Regions from separate parts of the Triticum aestivum genome. Here region 1 is linked to region 2. Evidence: chromatin contacts called from public Hi-C data. All regions are on one chromosome and are shown on one strand. Each heading gives the region's core, a stretch centred on a gene start, on an enhancer-like site or on the middle of the called end of the contact. The rest is flanking DNA. Distances are from core to core; before and after follow the strand shown. Region 1 holds the start of LOC123060835 (transcription elongation factor SPT6 homolog). Region 2 holds the start of LOC123162635 (EID1-like F-box protein 3).

Evidence for each region. Hi-C and Micro-C count contacts between places; a contact is called where the count stands out from the background.
Region 1: a Hi-C map of leaf shows a contact between it and region 2, with 4 times the contacts expected there. The contact joins the promoter of LOC123060835 here to the promoter of LOC123162635 in region 2. A contact is called at or near these places in 2 of 5 Hi-C or Micro-C datasets (both in leaf).

What each region holds. Positions count from the first base shown.
Region 1 is chr1A:504,786,420-504,792,534 of IWGSC CS RefSeq v2.1, reverse strand. It overlaps LOC123060835 (transcription elongation factor SPT6 homolog), which reads right to left and starts at 4,439. Exons shown (of 17, transcript XM_044483693.1): 1 at 4,024-4,439; 2 at 3,803-3,913; 3 at 3,387-3,522; 4 at 3,220-3,307; 5 at 2,988-3,126; 6 at 2,759-2,894; 7 at 2,394-2,655; 8 at 2,121-2,309; 9 at 1,935-2,045; 10 at 1,455-1,841; 11 at 1,199-1,309; 12 at 309-1,103. The coding sequence starts at 4,054.
Region 2 is chr1A:504,298,640-504,304,693 of IWGSC CS RefSeq v2.1, reverse strand. It overlaps LOC123162635 (EID1-like F-box protein 3), which reads left to right and starts at 3,875. Exons shown (of 1, transcript XM_044580434.1): 1 at 3,875-6,054. The coding sequence starts at 5,116. The coding sequence ends at 6,024. It overlaps LOC123060830 (phosphatidylinositol-glycan biosynthesis class X protein), which reads left to right. Exons shown (of 8, transcript XM_044483681.1): 8 at 234-1,223. The coding sequence ends at 377.

The DNA.
Region 1 (6,115 bases), core at 3,190-5,689, 490 kb before region 2:
ACACCAGTAAGCATTAAAAAGGAACTGCAAACCCAAGGAATCCCCTAGCAGAACACGTGATGGCATCTTTGTCTCTACTTATCACAATAGGAGAAAAATAGGCTACCATGCAATTGACAAAAGAAAATCAACGATAATAATTTCTGCATTGGCAGCAATAACTGATCAATGGTCGTGACCGGACTTGGTGATACATTATGCCAGTCGAAATAACGAACAGATGAAAGGAGAACAACATCAAGCGTATACTTATGAACAGAAACAATACCAGCCATAATTCACTTGCAAACAAATAAGATAAATTATACCTCATAAATATCATCCTTGAGTTGTCTGCAATTCAAATTTGAAGCTCCTACACACACAACATGTGGCGAATGGTCGGTCATGAACTTCAGAACCCTCTGCTGATCATTCCTCTTCCGCTGCTGCTCAGCAACACCTTGAGATCTAAGACTAATAGAACCAGCATACAGAACATCAACCAATTCTCCTGATGAGTCTAGCATTACAAATGTGGTTGCTGGCTTCCCAGGACCCCAGCAGCAGGCCATTACTCGTAACTCTGATTCATCATCCAGATCAATGTCCGAATCCTTCTTGTCCGCATCCTTCTTCTTCCAAGGACCAACAGAAACCTTGTCCCAGAACTGTTTCCCATATTCCATAGACAGAAAACTTTTGGCTTTTGCTGTCAACAGTGATCGAGCTTCCTTCTCCATTGATGGAAGTAGAAAATTCAAGAAGGCATCATCCAGTATCATCTTCCGTTGCTCATCCCACAATTGTGCAGACTTGCTGACACAGTCACTTAAGTAATTCTCACGAGCCTCAGACATGAGCGCTTTCTTTGCATCCTCTGGCAATGTTATGGTAACCTTGAGAAGTTTTTCTTCCTCTGCTTTCTGAATAAGAAGCCACTGAGCATCTCCAAACTTGTTTAGTGGTTTCTCATGCAGCCACTTCACACCTGATAATTGATGGTAAGGATCTATGACCAAATGACCCTCAGGTGTGGGCTTTGTTGATACAACTGCTTTATTCATGAAGATAAACCTGATATGCTTTTTTACAATGGGCTCACAACCGATCTCAACTGCTGCCTGATAAGATAAAATAAATGAAACTGGATCAGGTCAGATGAAATGAATAGCCTAGCTTCCTATGAGGACTTGTTAAATTTGTAAGATGATGGTACCATGTGTCTAGCACCCCGAAGAACATCTTGTGGCGTTTCAAACATTGCGCATGTGAAATTTGCAGCAACATCTTCAGGAGAATCTTTTCCACTGTCAAGCTCACCCGCTTCCTGAAAGCAGCAGAAGCAGATAAGGTGTCACGGGTACAATAGATTTAGCCAGGGCACAGAATGTCATATGCAGATCAAGAATAGGTTGCATATGCAGTATCCTTCCATAGAATGATAATGCAAAGTGTGAGATTAGATCACTTACAGGTATCCTCGTTAAAGTTAGATGCTGGCCTAATTGCTCAGCACTCCGACCAAATTGGTTAGCAACCTCCCACAACCCTGCCTTATGACAAATACTGTACAAGGATTTCCTTTTTGGCCGCTTAAATTGACCTACTTCTTCAACTTCGCCAGGAGGGAAATGTAAATTGAATTTCGCGTCAACATCCTCCACTTCTTTCTCTGATTTTGCATCCCTCAGTGCCTCACTGATAGAGTTATAGAGTTGTCGATTAAGTGCCTGTCTTGTAACATCGTCTATTCTTCGTTTCTCGTCATCATATCTTCTCTCATAGTAAACCTGCAAAGCAACCTTGCGCTTCTGAAGAAGAAGCCACTTTCTGTCTAAGGTCTGAACAGCCCAAAGCAGCTACAAACAACAGACGAACTGTGTCAGCAATTGTAAAATCTTGATAATTAAGGGAGACTAACACCTGTCTAGTAGTGGACACTGAACAGTTACCTTATGCCACTTCATTTTACGTTTTTCTTCTTCATTTGCTTGTTCATTGGAATCATTATCTTTTAACAGACTCAGGCAACTTTCCTTCCTGTACATTGCAATGAATGGAACCTAACAGGCAACAATAACCACGTCAGCAGATCAAACATAAGAAATTATGCAACAAGATCCTATAGTTTTTCGTACTTCAAATTTGTGGGTATGTAGCATGTTCAAGACATTCACGATGTCGCTCTGATCAATCTCCCTGTTCACTTGCTCATTGCTAAAAAGGGACAGAAACCCATCCCCCGTTAGTTGGTTGTGTATCCATACACTTTCTTCCTCTCTATTTGCCTCGCCATCTATAGGATGGCCAGTTAACTCTTCAGACAGCTGAGGAAGAAGCAATTATGAATCAGATATGCATTACAAACCAAAATCAAGACAGACTTCCAACGTGTCTAACTGGTAACTTACCTGGATCCTCTCAGGTATATCAGTTTCTTTTATCTGCTCGTCCTTTGGTGTCATATACTTTTCTGCAAGAATAAATGGTTCAAACTCATCTTCAAGCCTGTTTCCTCTCAACTCGCCAGAATTAATAGCATCCCTCTCAAGCTCTTGCTTTCTTAGTGCTAATAGCTCATCAACATCCCCAAATATATCATGGGCCTCTTGTAGCGCAGATGATGATACACCTGCAGCTTGTCGCAGAGGCTTTCTTTTAACCTTCTTCCTTCTGCAGTACAAAAGCATGTGTGCAATTAATACAAATATAAGGTCTGAATAATTTCACATGGATAGAGAACCATTAACACACAATACAGAACATAAGAGCATACTTCACAACTTGGCCATTCACATCGATTTCCTCTTCGTCCACAATGAAATCGCCCATTTCATCATCCATATCATCTTCACCAACCTCATCTTCATCTACCTGCTGATCCTCCTCGACAAAATCTTCCTCAAACGGTTCTGAGCAAATGATATTGCAGCGAATTAAAAATTAGACAGGAAACTTCCAGCATTGGAAAACAAGCAACGTGAAAAGGATTCAGAAGCACGTACCTTCATTACCAAACAAGGAGCTACGAACTGTCTCCTCAGCAGTCCGGCTTTTTCCTGCTCCGTCATGATCAGAGAAGCCAGAACGCCCATCCATTTCAGATTCCCGTCCTGCCTTCTTCAACCGCTTAAACTTGTTTTCCTGCCGTAGGAAAAATGAAAAGGAACATTACTGAGAAGCCTGCAAAAACTCATGGGAGTCCGAAACAGACACAAAGATTATCTTCAAACATACAGGAGGCTTCGGACGAGTGATGCCGGTAATGTTATTATCCTGGAGCAACATGTAGTCATCCTCATCAAGCTCGAAATCCTCCGTTTCTCTGGCCACATCTCTTGTAGTTTAGAAACTCACAAAGAAGAAGACATACTCTGTTTCATGAGAGGCATAAAAGCAACTACCTCTTCTTCTTTCTTTTCTTTTTCTTCTTGCGTCTTTCATCATCACTAGCTCTTGCCTCCTCTTCCTCCTCCTCCTCGTCTTCATCCGCATCATCCACTATGAAGCCATCCTTCTCGTACTCATTTTGTCCCTCATCTGCTCATAAACAAGGTCACCCCGTTATTGCTGTACTAGCTCGAAACCACAATCACAGGCGATTCAACTAGAAAAAGGCAACTGCTGCAAACTGGAATCGATACCAAAACATCGTAATAGACAACAAGAACAACTGAAATAAGAAATCAAGCAAGAGAACGCCCGAAGCACAGTACCGCACAGCACATAAAAGCATTCCAATCGAGAGGAAAGGATAAATCAAGCCACAAAATCGCTCACGCGAGCAAACCTGATGGAGAGATCGTTAGGAGAAACTAACCTTCATCGTCGTCCTCCTCCTCCTCATCGTCGTCCTGCTCGTCGACATCATCCCTGGCCCTCCGTGACGGCCGCGGCTCGTCCTCTTCCTCGGCCTCGATGAAGTCGTCCTCTAGGGTTCGAACAGACGCACGAGCTTTTCCCATCAGAAAACGCGCACAAACCGCCGCCGAGGGCACCAAAACACGCGAAACCGCAGGAATCAGCAACGAAATCGCGTACCTTCGTCGTCGGAAACCACCGTGCGTCCCATTGTCCTCGAGGCGGCGGCGGCGCAAACCCTAGAGCGCGAGAGCGGTTGTATCGAGAGCCTCGGGGGAGGGGGGTGCGCTCCTTATATGGGCATCGCGGGAGGCCGCGAGCCGCACGATCGCACCGCGCGCGGGGCGGCGGAATCTAGGGTTTCGAGGAAGGGGAGAGCGGCCCGTGCCCGAGCCGACGCCGAGGGGGCGGGCGATGCGAAGCGCCTGAGCCGAGGGTCGACCGACTTCACCCGCCGGCGAGGAGGCGAATCCGGCGGCGGCCGGGTAGCCGCGAACCGTGGGCTGGTGCGGCGGCGAGGTCGAGGCGGGGCTTTGGTCGCCGGGGGCTTGGAGGTGGGGCGGTGGAGAGTGTGCTGCGATTGGGGAGGGGTCGGTTAAGTAATGAGAATGGATTTGGGGGTAGTTTGTTTTCAATACGGCCCCTGTATTTATTTGATACCACTGTAATATCTGCGAGTAGGTTTCTGCTTTGCTTCCCGCGAGGGTATTATTGTGACATCGTTCTTTTCACAGGGTCTAGTGGTGATGTTCGGGTCAACTTTTGGTTGGATAGATGATCGCACCCAAAATGCATTTGTTACCAGCCCAGTACAACACCGTCAATACTAGTAGAATGCTCGTACGTTGCTACGGGCGAAATACAGAAAAATAAATCAAACTGATGACTAAATGAATCGAGTGAAGTCCTTCAAATATATATCATTTTTTTAATTTCTTTAGTGGATACAATGAGAGCAACTAAGCATCAGTTGTCTATTTTTCTTCGGTGATAAAATTCTATGATCGCCATCTTCTTCCTCCTCTTTGTCTTTCTCTTTTTGTACCCGCGGCCCATCCTCCGACACTGGTCACGGCTAGTGCTGGTGTCGTGCATTGCTAGGGGGGGGTTATATATTTTAGGGTTTAACACAAATCATGTCTAACCTATACATTCCCCCCCACCCACCCACACACACACACGCAATTGTATCCGGCTTACAATCCCCCTTCCCTCTCATCCTCACGACGCTCTTCTCCATCTGAGCTGCGGCCATGGCTTCAAGGTGCGGCTTTTTGGTGTGCTTCCGGTGGTGCCTCCCCAGCGCCGGTCAGCCCTTGCGGCGTGCCTGCTGGTGTTCTACAGGTGCTCATGTTGGGGAATGTAGTAATTTTAAAAAAATTCCTACGCACACGCAAGATCATGGTGATACATAGCAACGAGAGGGGAGAGTGTTGTCTATGTACCGTTGTAGACCGGAAGCGGAAGCGTTATAACAACGCGGTTGATGTAGTCGTACGTCTTCACGGCCCGACCGATCAAGCACTGAAACTACGGCACCTCCGAGTTCTAGCACATGTTCAGCTCGATGACGATCCCCGGACTCCGATCCAGCAGAATGTCGGGGAAGAGTTCCGTCAGCACGACGGCATTGTGACGATCTTGATGTTCTACCGTCGCAGGGCTTCGCCTAAGCACCGCTACAATATTATTGAGGATTATGGTGGAGGGGGGCACCGCACACGGCTAACAGATCAATGATCAATTGTTGTTTTTATGGGGTGCCCCCTGCCCCCGTATATAAAGGAGCAAGGGAGGGAGGCGCCCGGCCTAGGAGGAGGGCGCGCCAAGGGGGGGTCCTACTCCCACCGGGAGTAGGACTCATCCTTCCCTTGTTTGAGTAGGAGAGAAGAAAAGAGGGGGAGAGGAACAAGGAAAAGTGGGTTGCACCCCTTGTCCAATTCGGACCAGAGGGGGGCGCCTCCTTCCTTTTGGCCTCTCTCATCTATTCCCGTATGGCCCAATAAGGCCCATATACTCCCCGGCGAATTCCCGTAACTCTCCGGTACTCCGAAAAATACCCAAATCACTCGGAACCTTTCCGATGTCTGAATATAGTCGTCCAATATATCGATCTTTACGTCTCGAACATTTCGAGACTCCTCGTCATGTCCCCGATCTCATTCGGGACTCCGAACTCCTTCGATACATCAAAACTCATAAACTCATAATATAACTGTCATCGAAACCTTAAGCGTGTGGACCCTACGGGTTCGAGAACAATGTAGACATG
Region 2 (6,054 bases), core at 2,626-5,125:
TTCTCTTGTAAGAGATGCTTGATGTTATTAAAGTCGCTTTCTCCCCCAAGATTTTTTTTCCAGCCTAAATCCCTCAAGAAAATGACTAAGATTCTGTAGTCCAGTCCAATTCTAGATGTTACCATGGATCCATGATAAAATTTCACATACAGGTTTTCAGTTATTCCCTTCTTCATCGTAACACTTTTGAAGAAATCCCCTAGCAGACTACTGATTGTCGTATTTATTTGCAGCCTCTCGACGCCAGTGGTTACGCAAGGGTTGAGTTGGTCAGCCCTGACCTGCTCCTGCGTTACAGAAGAAAGGAAACCCATCCTGATTCCTGCCTGTGGATCCTCCAGAATCTCGACGCCGCGCCTGTGGAGAAAGCCACGTAGCGCATACCCTGTGGCGACGAGGCGCACACAGGATTTGTATCTAGCCTCACTTTCATTTTGGCTCTGGTTTGCTCCATGTCCATAGTCCTAGCAGCCTCCCTTGTTTCTTGATGCAAGTACTGGAATCGCGAGGCATGATGCATTGGTCTACTTCAAAAGTCAGATTGCTCTCACAGGTTTTTGCACGTCCATATTCAGAGGAAACCAAGTACGGGAAAAAGAGCATCAGTTGCATGCTTGGTGTTTGCCCAATGTTTTTGGCAATCTTTTAAAGAACTATGTGGTTGTAAATTGCCTAGCTTACATCCTGCTACTTGGTCACATGACTTGCTTGATAATGCCTTTTGTCCACAGGAGCTCTGTCGTGCTATCCTTTGCGGCATGTGGGCGATCTGGACCCTCAGAAATAAAAGATACCATGGGGAGATGGCATCAGATATGATCCAAACATCAAATTCTGATGCAAAGGAGAAAGAAGAAGCTAGAATCATTAAATGGAAACGCCGCCCTGTAGGTTTTGTAAAGGCGAATGTTGATGCATCTTTCAATTTGGATACTCGACAAGGAGCCACAGGGGTGATCATTCGGGATGACCAGGGTTGGGTTATTGCAACAAGGAACAAATGGTGTGAAGCCCTCCCTAATATTATCACTGCTGAAGCTCTTGCTCGCGGGGACGGAGCAGATCTAGGGTGCAACCTGGACCTGCTGAAGGTGATTATGGAAATTGATAGCCTTGAGTTGATTAATTTGTGGCGTAGTAGGAACGTTAATAGTTCGTGTATCCTCCCTATGGTGTATCAAATCCAAGATCTTGCTAGGGTGTGTATATCTTTTGAGCTTAATCATGTTAGAACTTAAAAAAAAAATGAAACTCCATGGGCACTAGCACCCACGGTTTTATTGATAAAGAAGAAGCATCCCTCATGAGAATTCCAGAAATTCGTCCCCGACGTGGATCGAACTCTGGTCGTTAGGTTTACAATCATGCGCCCCCAACCACTGGGCTATGCCCACGTCCTCATCATGTTAGAACTTAGAAGAGAAGCCAAAATGGCTGCTCACCACACAGCCAAAAAGGGCTCCAAATCGAATGTTGTGACTTGTGAGTACTTGGATGTATCAGGTTCCTGTATTCCTAAATGCCTGTATCCAGCGTGATTCTCATGCTGACAGTGAGTAATACATGGCTGTTTGTCTCGAAAAAAAGAGTTGCATGCTTGGTGTGAACCTGTCTTGTCATTGCATGCTTCACTGACATGCATAAGAAGGGGATCGTCCAGGAATATGAAACAAAAAAATGTGTGTTTCCATGGCAGCAACTTGCAGGTTTGAGGCAAGCACTTGTGGTCTGTATGACAGAGTGGATCCGCTGGACCCGCTGCACAGGGCCACCACGATGTCTCTTTTCATTTCACCTCCCTATTTTACTAGTTCAAAGCGTACAGGGCGGCCTCTTCTGTTTAAAAATGAGGTGGTTTCATTTGCAGGATTTAAATTTACTTCCTATATTGTTTGTTCGGTGCAATATATGGTACCCAATAATGTAGCATTATATTCTTACTTCCTCTTGTTTCCTCCCCTAACCCTAGGTCGCTAGGGCAAAGTTTTCCCTCTAGACTTCACCGGTGAGCCTGTTGATGCGCCTCTCCTCTACCTGCCGCTTTGGCGGCTGGTAGCAGAGAGGAGAATCCTGGTGCCTCAGCTCCGGTTAGTAGTTTAGGTTAGAGTTTTTTAGACCTCGCAGGTACGACTCTTGGGCGGATGACGGTGTTTCTTCTGGGCTTCGATCCTCATCAAGCTTGTCACTTCGGACGTAGACGATGGAGTTTTGACGCAGATTCTTGTCATCTCCCTAGGGCAGTGCGGTTAGAATTTCTCGTCATGTGACGAGATTTGGTGCCATGTGCTTCAGATTTATGCAAGGGTTAACGGCGACGACTGCGGTTCCAGGGCGCTGGTCCTTAAAGGCATGTGCACAAAGACTTCCTGGCTGTCATGGACAAGGTCAAGAAGGCTCCGGTAGGGGAGCGGCGACAGCAGCTCGTTCTGATGGCATTAGTGGTCATTCGGTGGTCTCAGAATCTCGATGTAATTTTTATTATGTTTGAGATGATTTGTATTTTCGATAAACTTTTATAATAGAATCCTATCATTTTTGCAAAAAACAAGATAAAAAACAATATACGATCTGTTGACATCCCATTGCAATTACTTTATTTTTCATGTCTTTGCATATCATTAGAATCCTTTGAATCAATTGATAAGAGTAAAAGGGTCCACATAGTATCATTTTAACCCAAACGGTGAATTTTATTGGCTCAAAAAAGGTGCATCAAGATTCAAGTGAATACATGCCGCACACATCCGACCGCTGCATAGAGAAGATGCACACAACCAACACCAACGCACGCATACAAACACACGCGAGAAAAAGAAGTCTAAAGTAATCAGATCCCATGCATTGCTTCCTTTCTCTATTTTTTTTTCCTTTTTACCGTGAGGGAAGGGATTTTGATCGATCGGTCGAAGGGACAACGAAACAAAGCGAAACGAAACGATTATAGACTGCCCCTTTAGGAGTAGAGATGTCGTGCGGGGAGGGGTTCTGATCGATCGATCGAAGGGACAGACGAAACGAAACGATTACGGACACCTCTCTAGGAGTAGAGATTTCTGTGAAGAAAAAACCTCGTAGTTGTGTGTCAGCACGAAATCTTTTTTTTTTTTGACATGGCAAGGACTCTGATGTGTTACTAGCACAGTAGCACCTGATGACAGTAACAAGCATGCTTGCGTGATTCGAACTGGAAAAAAAACCATGCTTGTGTGAACTGCGAGGCGATGCTTCCTCCATGACATCGCCCCCGACACCACGAATGATTGAAGGAACCCCGTTTCCTGGGCATCCCATCGCACCGGAGCGAGAGCCAGCCGAGACGTGGCAAATTTTCGTATTTTGACCCTTTTTTGAAATCTATTCGAGATTTGACTTCAGTTTAATTTTTTTTGAGATCTAATCCTTTTGCTACCGTCAGAGTCCATGACGGTAGGGTTAACAGCCTACCGCCAGGGACTTTAGCGGTAGGAAACATCGCTACCGCCAACCGGGCTGGTGATAGCCTGCACAACCCTACCACCAAAGTGCTTGGCGGTAGGCACGAGTACGCACTGTGTTCAATACTTAATAGTTTTTTGGCGGTAGGGCATGCAACCCTACCGTCAAGGACCTTGACAGTGCCTATCGCCAGGAACTGGCTCCTCTAACTTCGCTCCTATGAAGTTAGGGAAACAGTACTCTAACTTAGTCTGTGAACCATCAGATGGAAAATAGATGGTCAAGATTCTACACTGTTCACATGGGGTTGTAGCATACTGTTTGGACGAGCAGTGTAGCTAAAATCACTGTTTGTTACCTGTAGCAATTGACACTGTTTAAGAACTGTAGCGATAGATCTCAGCCATTTATTCTAGATCCAACGGATGAAATGTGGCTAAGTTAGGCTTCTAACTTCACAGTAGCTAAGTTAGAGGAGCCGGTTCCTATCGCCATGGTCCCTGGCGGTAGCAAAAGGATCAGATCTCGAAATTTTTTTAAACTAAGGTCAAATCTCGAATAGGCTTCAGAAAAGAGTCAAAACATGAAATTTAGCCCCGAGACGTCATTCACTCATTTATCAAACCCTGCGTAACGTACATCTCCACCCTTCTCCCACAAGACGAAATAAATGCAATCCCACCGTTGTGCGTGCAGCAGATCTGATGATTGGTGGATCTTGATCCAGTACGTACGTAGCGGCAAAGAAACGGAACGCCCGCAGCGAGCGACCGAGCTAATTATCGGACGCGTGTGCCGCTCGGCCAACCCAGGCGCGCCGCGTAGCCCCAGATATTTCCGCGTGTGGTCTTCCCGGCAGCCACACGCGTCGGCACCGCCGCCACCCCCGGCCGAGGAGCCAACCGAATCCTGAGACTATCCGGTGCCAGCCGCCGTGATCGCGCCACGCGTCCCCCGCCAAGCGAGGCCCGGCCGGCACGTGTCGCCCCAGAGCACGGGCGCGCAGGCGCGACCGCCGGGGCACGCGTCCCGTCCGCCAGTGTGCCCGCCGTGGATACTGTACGTCAGCTAAGTAAACTAAGCTCGCATGATACATGGCAAAGTAAACTAAGATTGGCAGTGTGCGCGCAAGATATTTTGGGGATGGCGAGCAGCGCTGTGCTGCACCCGCATGCGCAGCACCGGCGCGCTCTGTCCGGGCAGCGAGCCTGGATCGGGCGGTGGCGACAGGCGCTGCTCCGGTCCAAGAACGGCACTGTTTTGACGGGGGCACGGCAGACGGCACGCAAGGCAAGAGGGATTAGCGTGCGGGGATGATGGAGATATTTTGCGTGCGGGGGAGTGCGACAAGGATCGCTTTTCTGATCGCAACCGTACCGCGAGCGGCTATTGCGGCCGAGCCGTACAATTGTCACGCGCGGCGCGGCGACAAGAGGAGCAGGGCTGGCTGGCCGGGTCGGGGTCGCCTCCAGGGAGCACGGACGGGACGGCCGCCCACGTATATAACTGCCCACCCGCCGGCGCCGCCCCGCTCCGCGCTCGTACTCGCGAATCGCAGTCACGCTCAGAGTCACACCACCACGTCGGGCAACTAGGTTCGGCTGGCACGCGCGGAGGCGCCGGGAGGGAGTCGCCGGACTCCGTTGGCTCGGTGCACGGGTTGGGTAGCATTCGGTTAGCATGAGCGAGGGAACGCGGGAGATGAGGCGGCTGCGCGTTGGCAGCGCCGGCGGCGGGGGCGGCAGCAAGGCGAACGCGAGCGGCGGCATCGGCATCGGCATCGCCGACGAGTGGAGCAGCGGGGGGCGCGGCATTGGGGCGCGGATCCGCGGGGTGAACGTGGGGATCCTGGACGAGCAGGTGCTGGCGCTGGTGTTCCGGGCGCTCAACTGGGACCCGCAGGCGCTGTGCTCCGTGGCGCGGGTCAGCCGCCGCCTGCGCGCCGTCGCGGAGCGCGTGCTGTGGCGGGAGCTCTGCGTCTCGCGCGCGCCGCGGATGGTGTCCACGCTCACCACGGGCTCCTCGGCCGCGTCGGGCCGCGTGGGCGGCGGGTGGCCGGCGCTGGCGAAGCTGCTGCTCTTCTGCTGCGGCGCGGCGGGGGCCGGCGTGCGGGGCCACTTCGCGCCCGTGTCGCGCTTCTCCAAGACGTCCGGCCGGAGCTTCCTGTCGCGCCGCTGCGGCGGGGACCTGCTGTACGTGTCGGACCCGTGCGAGCACGCGGCGGCCGGCGCCGCGGCCGACGAGGACGTGGGCGCCTACCGCGGCGTGTTCCGCGGCTTCATGCGCTCCCGCACGCGCGCCTGCCTGGTGGGCGGGCGCGCCCCGCTGGAGCCCCGCGTGCGCTGCCCCTACTGCGGCGCGCGCGTCTGGAGCGTCACAGCGGCCGGCCTCGCGCCCCGCAGCGCGTGCCGCCGGCTCGGCGCGCACGAGGGCCGCCTCGAGTACTTTGTCTGCGTCAGCGGCCACCTCCACGGCAGCTGCTGGCTCGCGCGCCTCTCCTCCAGCGACGGCGGTGGCGAGGACACCGACTCTGACGACGACGGGTTCACTGCCACGGCCGACAGCGACGACGGGCACATGGAGCTGTGACGCGAAGAGCTTGTCTTAGCCACATGAAAA